Regions from separate parts of the Zea mays genome. Here region 2 is linked to region 1. Evidence: chromatin contacts called from public Hi-C data. All regions are on one chromosome and are shown on one strand. The core of a region is the stretch at or near the end of the contact, and the rest is flanking DNA. Distances in the headings are between cores, read along the strand shown. Region 1 holds the start of LOC111274019. Region 2 holds the start of LOC103637697 (replication factor C subunit 5).

Region 1 (3,975 bases), core at 1,094-3,593:
AATGCAGGGCCCAGAAGCAATACCCGTAGTCCCGTTCCCGTACGTGGCTCTACTCACTCGGAGTGAGTCACCTGCCTGACAACAGAGCACCCAGGCCCAGCTGCGCGTTATATATGCTGGTGCTATCTCTGACTCACTGACCGTTATAAGAGCGTGGTGCAATATCCGTCTGATTGGTTGTCCGGTTGGATAGAGACTGGTTTAGACCTAGATGCAGACTGAGCCTAGCATGTATACATGGATGCAAGTAGTTAATATGTTATGTGTTTGGTTTCCTGTACCGACTCAGCCAGAATTTAATGAGCTCGTGTTTGGTTTCCTGTACCGACTCAGCCAGAATTACTGATAGTATTTACTTAGAAAAACATCATTGTTCTATACAAGTGTAGCATATTTATTCTCAAATAAGAAAATGCATAGAACTCAAGTTAATCTAACTCTGAAAAACATCATTGTTCTATGTGTACCATATCTGTTCTCAAATAAGCGCTCCAGCAACCGGATGCGGGCGCCGCGAGACACCGCCGCGTGCGCCGTGCAGCTGCCCATGATGCCGGCGCCCACCACGATGACGTCGAAGTTGGAGGCTGGGCGACCAGCCTGGGGAACTGCGGGTGCACCGGCGCTGGCCATGGCAGCAGCTCGCGAGCGCTTTGCAAGCTGGAACGGACGTACGGCAGGAGGAGAAAAAGATAGACTTCGCCACTGATTTCCTTTACCATATGGACCTGCAAGGTTTACAGCATATACTAGATGCAGGAAATGTCATAAAACTCCTGTGGGAGAATACAACGCCGTGTAGTCGAAATTAAGACTAGTCATGCAGAACCATGGTCTTAATACAGTAACAACAATATCTGGTGCCAAATTTTGAGAAGGTGTCATGTTTGATATAGTTTAAGCCAAAGATCACAATTTTGTGAGTACAACCTAAGAAGCTCTGAAATGATGATCAAATTAACATAACTTAAATGAGGTCAGCTAAACGAAACATATTCAGAAATTATGTAGCACTAACCACTTATGGAGGTGCCAGACAAGATTACAAATCCAAGTAAAGTTAGCAACTTAGTATACACTGACCTTTCCACACTGTTCTTCATCTCTATTGCATACTCTCTCTTATCAGTCTGAGCACGCAGTGCACGTACAACAGGGCCTTTTGAGCTGTTCAGTACACGCTTTTGCAAGTAGCACCTATCAGAAGAAGATGCAATCAGTATGCTAAGATATCTTTGTTGATTAACTAGCAATCAAAATATGGACTCTCAGCCATTTGCACTCAGAGAAACTCATTCTCCAGGCAACAAGACGTTTGAACTCGTACCTATCGGTATTTTTTCCAATTTCACCACCAAAGGCATCTACCTCATGGACAAGTTGAGACTTTGCAGGGCCACCAACAGCAGGGTTACAAGGCTGGGTAGGGTAGATGAGTTGAAGCAGAACTACACTTCTAATACTAAAATTTAAATGGAATTCATTAACAAAGAATGTTTCCTTATAGTTATAGGCTATAGCATACTAAGATATGCAACATACTAATCAAAAATCATCTCTTCAGTTTCTATCGTACATTCATACCTTGGAACAGAATTTGTGCCCTACAAAAATGTTATCACAGGTAAGAGTTCACATTGCTAAATTTCTACACTGCAGGGTTTGATGGATCAATTCTTCATATAAGGGACATGATTTTTATTATCTAGCATCAGGAGTCAATGTTCAAGTAATTTCAGTAATGAACCTGACTAGAATATCTACCATCGGGGCAAAGCTAGCTCAGCGCAGACCTGCCACGCAATCCGGTCAATGTTGAGCGTAAAAGCAGGGTGCGCGCGCCGAGGCGAGACGAAGCAAGGGCGGCCTCGCATCCGGCATGGCCGCCTCCGACCACAATGCCAAACCTCGTTACCCGGTAGTACCAGGAGCAAGTGCATCTAGCGTCGGAGAGTGAGATCTGTGCGCGAGAGACAGAGAAGAAGAGAACCGTGACCGCAAGGGGGTGCGGCGGACGATCGACCGGCCCAGTGTTCGGAGCGGGGAGAGGAGACGGGAGAGGGAGAGCTTGAGGGTGAGAGGAGAAGGCAGAGTCTGACCTCAACAGCGGCGGCTGCGAGAGGAACCCTAGCGCGAGCTCCAGGCGAGGATAGAGGCGGCTGTGAGGACCCTGGCTCCAACCCTAGCGCGAGATCCAGGCGAGGCGGCTGCGCGAGCTCCAGGCGAGGCGAGGCGGCTGCGCGAGCTCCACGCCAGGACACAGGGAAGGGGCCTGCGCGTGCTCTGAGCTGCGAGGACAGGGAGCGAGTGGAGCCTGGCTCTGGAGAAACGGAGATTTTGGCCGTTTGTGATGGGCCTGGATGAGATGGTTATTTTGCACGAGCGTGACCTGGCTCAAACATTTGTTCAAGCAACCAAACACACGGCACTGTCAAAAACTGTATCCGATGGGCCCTGCACGAGCGCAAACAGGTAACCAATCAGCCCCTATATAATGGTCTCTCCCTTTGCAGGCTGCAGCTAGCTAGAGTAGGCCTAGAGCCGAGCCCGATCGAGCACGTCAATCAGCGGCACAGCATGGATGGGACTTGGACTATTCGATCGACTAGCTTTTGAGGTGTTTGGTTGCTCCTGCTAAAGTTTAGCTCGGGTCACATCAAGCGTTTGACTTTTAAATAGGAGTATGAAATATAGACCCAACCATCTGGACTAGATTCGTCTCGTCTTTTAATCTTCGGCTGACAAATTAGTTTTATAATCCGACTACATTTAATACCTGGAACGGAGGTTCAAACATTTGATGGGACAGGGGCTAAATTTTAGCGGGGTGTAACCAAACACCCCCGCCTGATGACCTGGCTAGCTAGGAGCAAACCCCCATGCATCATGCATATGATTAAGCTGAACCACTACACAACATATATAATCTAATTGTTATCCATCCCATAATCTCCAACATTGATCGTCGCTCCAACCACACAAACGGATACTCATGCCCTGCCGTCGGTACCAACCATCATCATGCCTGCCTGTGCCGCACCATCGGCAAGGCCTAGGCCCTACCCTTCGTTTCCCCATTTTCCTCTCCCATTCCAAGCTAGTCTTACTAGAACAAACCTGCCACCACCACCACCATTTTTTCTCATCTCAAAAGCTTGCACTACCATCAGTTCAGTTGCCCCCCCCCCCCCCCCCCCCCGCCTTGTCCGGCCCAAAAGTGCAGAGACATGGATTCATACTGTACAGGATGATTAGGGGGTGGGAAATTGCAAATAAAACCGGATATTACTGTGCTCCGGCCCCATGATGGATTGATTACCCATGCATTTACTTATACTAGTCGGTTACCCGTACGTTGCGACGGCTCACAATAATACTCACGTAAATTATCCACCAAAAAGATTTCAAGATTTTTTATTAATTGTCTCTGCTCTTCCCATAATAATTTTTATAAATGCACGGGTCCCATAGGTAGCAAATCAGAGACTCTCATCCCTCGCCTCCATCACTTTCATGGTTTCGTAGAGTAGGAGGGGAAGGGAAGAGGCAGACATACTTGTTCGTTGCCGGAGAAGGACACAACAAATACCTGGGCATCTGGAGGCGACATAGGTAGCATACGGCTAGATATATAAGGAGAGAGCATGCAAGCGGAGAAAGAAGCCTAGCCGGAGCAACTCCAAACCGAGAGGCACCTGCACCAGGCGTCAATCCAAGGAGGGCGAGAGAATGTGAGTGTTTTTCCCAACCCTGGACCCGCCGAAGCGACACAACACCACCACCAACTCTGTAGCATATGACGATTGTTGGCACGCTACGGGTCTTGGTTGTCCAATATCTCAGACCTGGGCATCTGGAGGCGACATAGGTAGCATACCGCTAGATATATAAGGAGAGAGCATGCAAGCCGAGAAAGAAGCCTAGCCGGAGCAACTCCAAACCGAGAGGCACCCGCACCAGGCGTCAATCCGAGGA
Region 2 (3,975 bases), core at 383-2,882, 200 kb before region 1:
CAAGCTCACCTCCACATGATGCTCAGAGGTCTTCACTCTGACATCGATGTGCTTTCTAATTTCTCCCTATAGTGTGAAATCGGTCAATTAGTCGCTGATGATTCCAGTTGGTTGCATTTTATGAATTCACAACAATAGCAACAACTTTATCACTTCAACAAAGGAAAAAAGAACTTGATCACTTTGGTGAAAGTGACCATGGAGTTAAAAAAAGGGGAAAACGCTTTCATGCATATAAAGTACCTTCAGCTCAAATCTCTTTGTCTGTTCCTCTATCTGCGTATGTCAGGATGGAGAAAAAAATAACAAATTGTGAAGACACCGAGGTTTTAGCCATTTAGCTTCTTTAAATGAGGACTAGTAGTAATTTAAGCCAAGTTTGCCATAGTGACCTTGAGATCATGGGGGCCAAAAGCATCCCTTATAAGTGCCAGTACCATGCTTCTCTTCCCAACCGCCGGCGGGCCTTCAAAGATGAAATGTCTGCACTGGTGTGCAACAACCTGCATGCAACAGACGAACTTGCCCATGTATCAGATGAACTTGGCCACAATCCTAAAAGCTGCTCTGATACGAAACTGCAAGGCAAACTCTGAAGCAACGTTTGCAATGTGGTCGTGTGATCACCAACCAGCTGGTAGAGCTCGGCGGCGACGGTCTTGTTGCAGATGAACTCGTTGAGGACATTGGGCCGGTACTTGTCCGCCCACACGTACTTGTCGTCGGCCACCACGGGCAATGCGGCGGAGTCGGCGAGGGGCCGAGGGGACTCGTCGCTGTCCGTCTGCAGTGACGGAGACCTCGCTCTCGTCTTGGGCGAAGCTCTGAGCCAGGTTCCCCCACTTCCTCCCGCGACGGTAACGACCGGCGTCGCCTGGTGGTCGCTGCTCCCCGCGCTCTCGCCGGCGGACATGTCCGCTTCGGCAATGGCTTCGGATCCCGCCGCCGGCTCCTCTCTCTCCCTCGAAGGCCCCGTCGTGGGGACGACACTCACGGCGGGCGCCTCGTGGCGCGGCACCACCTCCGGCTCCGCCGCCGATGCAGCCGGTGTGAATGATGGTCTAGGCCGTGGCGGCGGGCTTGGCGCGCGGCACGGCTCCTCGAGTTCGCGCGCGACGGCGCCGCCGCCCTTGGGCAGGAAAGTGGCGCCCCAGCGGTGCAGTTTTACCATGAGCTCAGAGTGCAGCGGCCTGCCGCCCCTCTGGCCGGCCGGACGCCCGCAAGCCGGGACGAGGTACGGGAGGAGACCGCCCTGCCCGAAGCCCCCCTGGCGGCGGCGAGCCTCCCGGCGGCGGTCCTCGGCGATCACCGCGGAGAGCGTGGCGCCCGGCGAGGGGGTTTCCATGTCCGTGGTGATGTAACTTGGGAGCCAGAGAGCGGGAGGTTGACGCGGCGGTGTGTCTGGGCACTGGCATGGCATCTGCGTGGCGTGGCGCGAATAAGGAGGTGATGAAGCCAATGCACGGCGAGAAGAGCGAGGACGTCGACGGGGTCACCAACGCAACGCGATCGAGTGCTCTGCTCCGCTGGGACGGGGACTGGAGCCACTCAGATTTCTGCAGGACGTTGGGAATCATTCCAGAATTGTTCTCTTCTCTTCTGCATTTTTTTTTGCATATGCACCGGTCAGATCGGAGGATTTTTGCAGATGGCGTACATTCATTTGTCATCCTTACAATTGACTCTATATAATTGTTACAGGAGAGGAGAGAGAGCTTCCACTACATCTATATTTATGTTATTTTTTGTGTATGTAGCCAGCCACGCGGACACGCTACCGTGGCAAGGACTTGGATAGGCCATGTGAAAATGACTCGTGGTGCCCTGCCTCCCTTCTTTAGCCAGACGACAGCTACCCCAAACTTCTCCCATTGTTGCTCCATCTCTGGATCCCCTGATCCCCTCTCTTCAGTCTACGAGCTCAAGCCCAAGATTGCGCGGTGGAGACATGTCCCGGTGGGCCGGGGAAGTCATCGGCAATAAGGAGTAGGGCCTCGCAAGGTGGGTATGGGGGCAGATCTCACTGGTCAAGAGATCGACCGGTTAGATTCTATTATGTCTAGGATCAATTTCTAAGCCTCTAGAATACCAATCTATAACTGGAAAATCTCCGATGACGAGTAAATCTTCTACTGAGAGGAATAGGGGGACATACCTTCGTTGTTGTTGTGTTGACACGTCCTGGCTTGGTGTTGGTGGAGTGTGGCCGCCGCCGCCGCCGGTGTCACCTCCATTGCTCTGCAGAGGAACAGTAGGCATCAGAATCCGAGCCGTTAGTTGTCGCTCTTCCAGTCACTCCGACGCTTAGGCGATGGGGCCTCTGCGTGGATTAGGGTTTTGGGCAAGTACTAGCATTGGCTTTTCCTGCGACCCTTAATCCTTTATATATAGCGTCATGTGACCGGGGGCTCCAACCGAGATCAACATGGGCCCTCCCAATCAAGGGCCCGATTAAAGAGACGATTAGTTGGTTGAGTCCAATCTAGTCTCTAGTGACCGGCTATAGAGGACACACACAACAATCTCTCCTTTGTCCTCTACATTCATTATATTCAACTTTTCTGGATTCCATCCCTCAACAAAGTTTACACATAGAGACCAATGCGTGACAATGACCGATTAAGTATCAATGCACTCATTGAATACAACATGCTCCCCTGCTTCAGAATGAAAAGATATTTTACAAAGTTGCAATCTGTAGCCCCTGTGATTCAAGATCATAGGCACTCCCTTAAACCTATGCCGGCTACGTGTTGTCTTAACACGTTGGGTGGAAGGCTTTTGTGAGCGGATTCGCTAGCATCTGCTATCTATTGTTATGCTCAACTTTTATGGTTTGATCCTGAAATCTTCTCCTTAACAACATAACACTAAATGTCAATGAACTTAGCAGTGCCACTTGACTTGTTGGTATAAGAGTAAAATATTGTTGTCTCATTATCGCATTAAATTCTCAGTGGTCTTTCTATGCTATCAACCACTCTTAATCCGAGTATGAATCTCTTCATCTATATTGCCCGCCCATTTGCCTCATACATGGATGCAAACTCAGCGTGCACTGTCACGATGCTCTCGTTGTCTGTTTGCACCTCTTCCAAGAAATAACTCCCCTAGAGAGTGTACATACCCCAAAGTAGACTTTAGTGTATCTTTACAACCTCCTCAGTCAGCATCTGCAAAGCCAACTATTTGTAGGGAACTAGATCTTCTATATGTTAGCATGAGACATTTTAGTACCTTGCAGGTACCTTAGAGCCTTCTTAACTGCTTTAGAGCATCTCCAACAATGCCTTAAATTGGTGCCTTAAATTGAAATATAGGGCTCTACACAACAAAAATTACTCTAACAATGTCTCATTTTATAAAATTTAGTCAAAAAGTTATAGGGCACTCTCTCAAGTGCCTCAAATATACTACACCGTAGTAGGCTACCCTATAATTTATATTTGAGGCTTTACTGTTGGAGCAGAATATTTTGTTAGTGCACTAAATCCAATAAAATTTACTCATTTTTAAATTATAGGGCATTTTATAGGTCAACATTGTTATAGATGCTCTTATAGTGTTCTATGTCTGGGTTGATCTGATATCTCCCAAGCATCCCGATAGTAAATTCTAAGTTAGGGCGAATAGATATTTGAGCATACATAATGCTTTCGATAGTAGAAGCATATGGTACTGATAGTCGCCTAGAGGGGGGGTGAATAGGGCGAAACTGAAATTTACAAATATAAACACAACTACAAGCCGGGTTAGCGTTAGAAATATAAATGAGTCCGAGAGAGAGGGCGCAAAACAAATCCCAAGCGAATAAGCGAGTGAGACACGGAGATTTGTTTTACCGAGGTTCGGTTCTTGCAAACCTACTCCCCGTTGAGGAGGCCACTAAGGCCGGGTCTCTTTCAACCCTTCCCTCTCTCAAACGATCCACGAATCGAGTGAGCTTCTCTTCTCAAATCAAAGCCGGGAACAAAA

Evidence for each region. Hi-C and Micro-C count contacts between places; a contact is called where the count stands out from the background.
Region 2: a contact with region 1 is called in a Hi-C map of ear, with 4 times the contacts expected there. The contact joins the promoter of LOC103637697 here to the promoter of LOC111274019 in region 1. A contact is called at or near these places in 10 of 25 Hi-C or Micro-C datasets (bundle sheath, ear, leaf and 2 more).

Annotation. Positions count from the first base shown.
Region 1 is chr1:100,270,946-100,274,920 of Zm-B73-REFERENCE-NAM-5.0, reverse strand. LOC111274019 reads right to left here and starts at 2,343. Exons shown (of 2, transcript NM_001357142.1): 1 at 2,100-2,343; 2 at 330-1,197. The coding sequence starts at 722. The coding sequence ends at 450.
Region 2 is chr1:100,467,889-100,471,863 of Zm-B73-REFERENCE-NAM-5.0, reverse strand. LOC103637697 (replication factor C subunit 5) reads right to left here and starts at 1,632. Exons shown (of 11, transcript XM_008660366.4): 1 at 632-1,632; 2 at 393-503; 3 at 244-276; 4 at 1-66. The coding sequence starts at 1,420.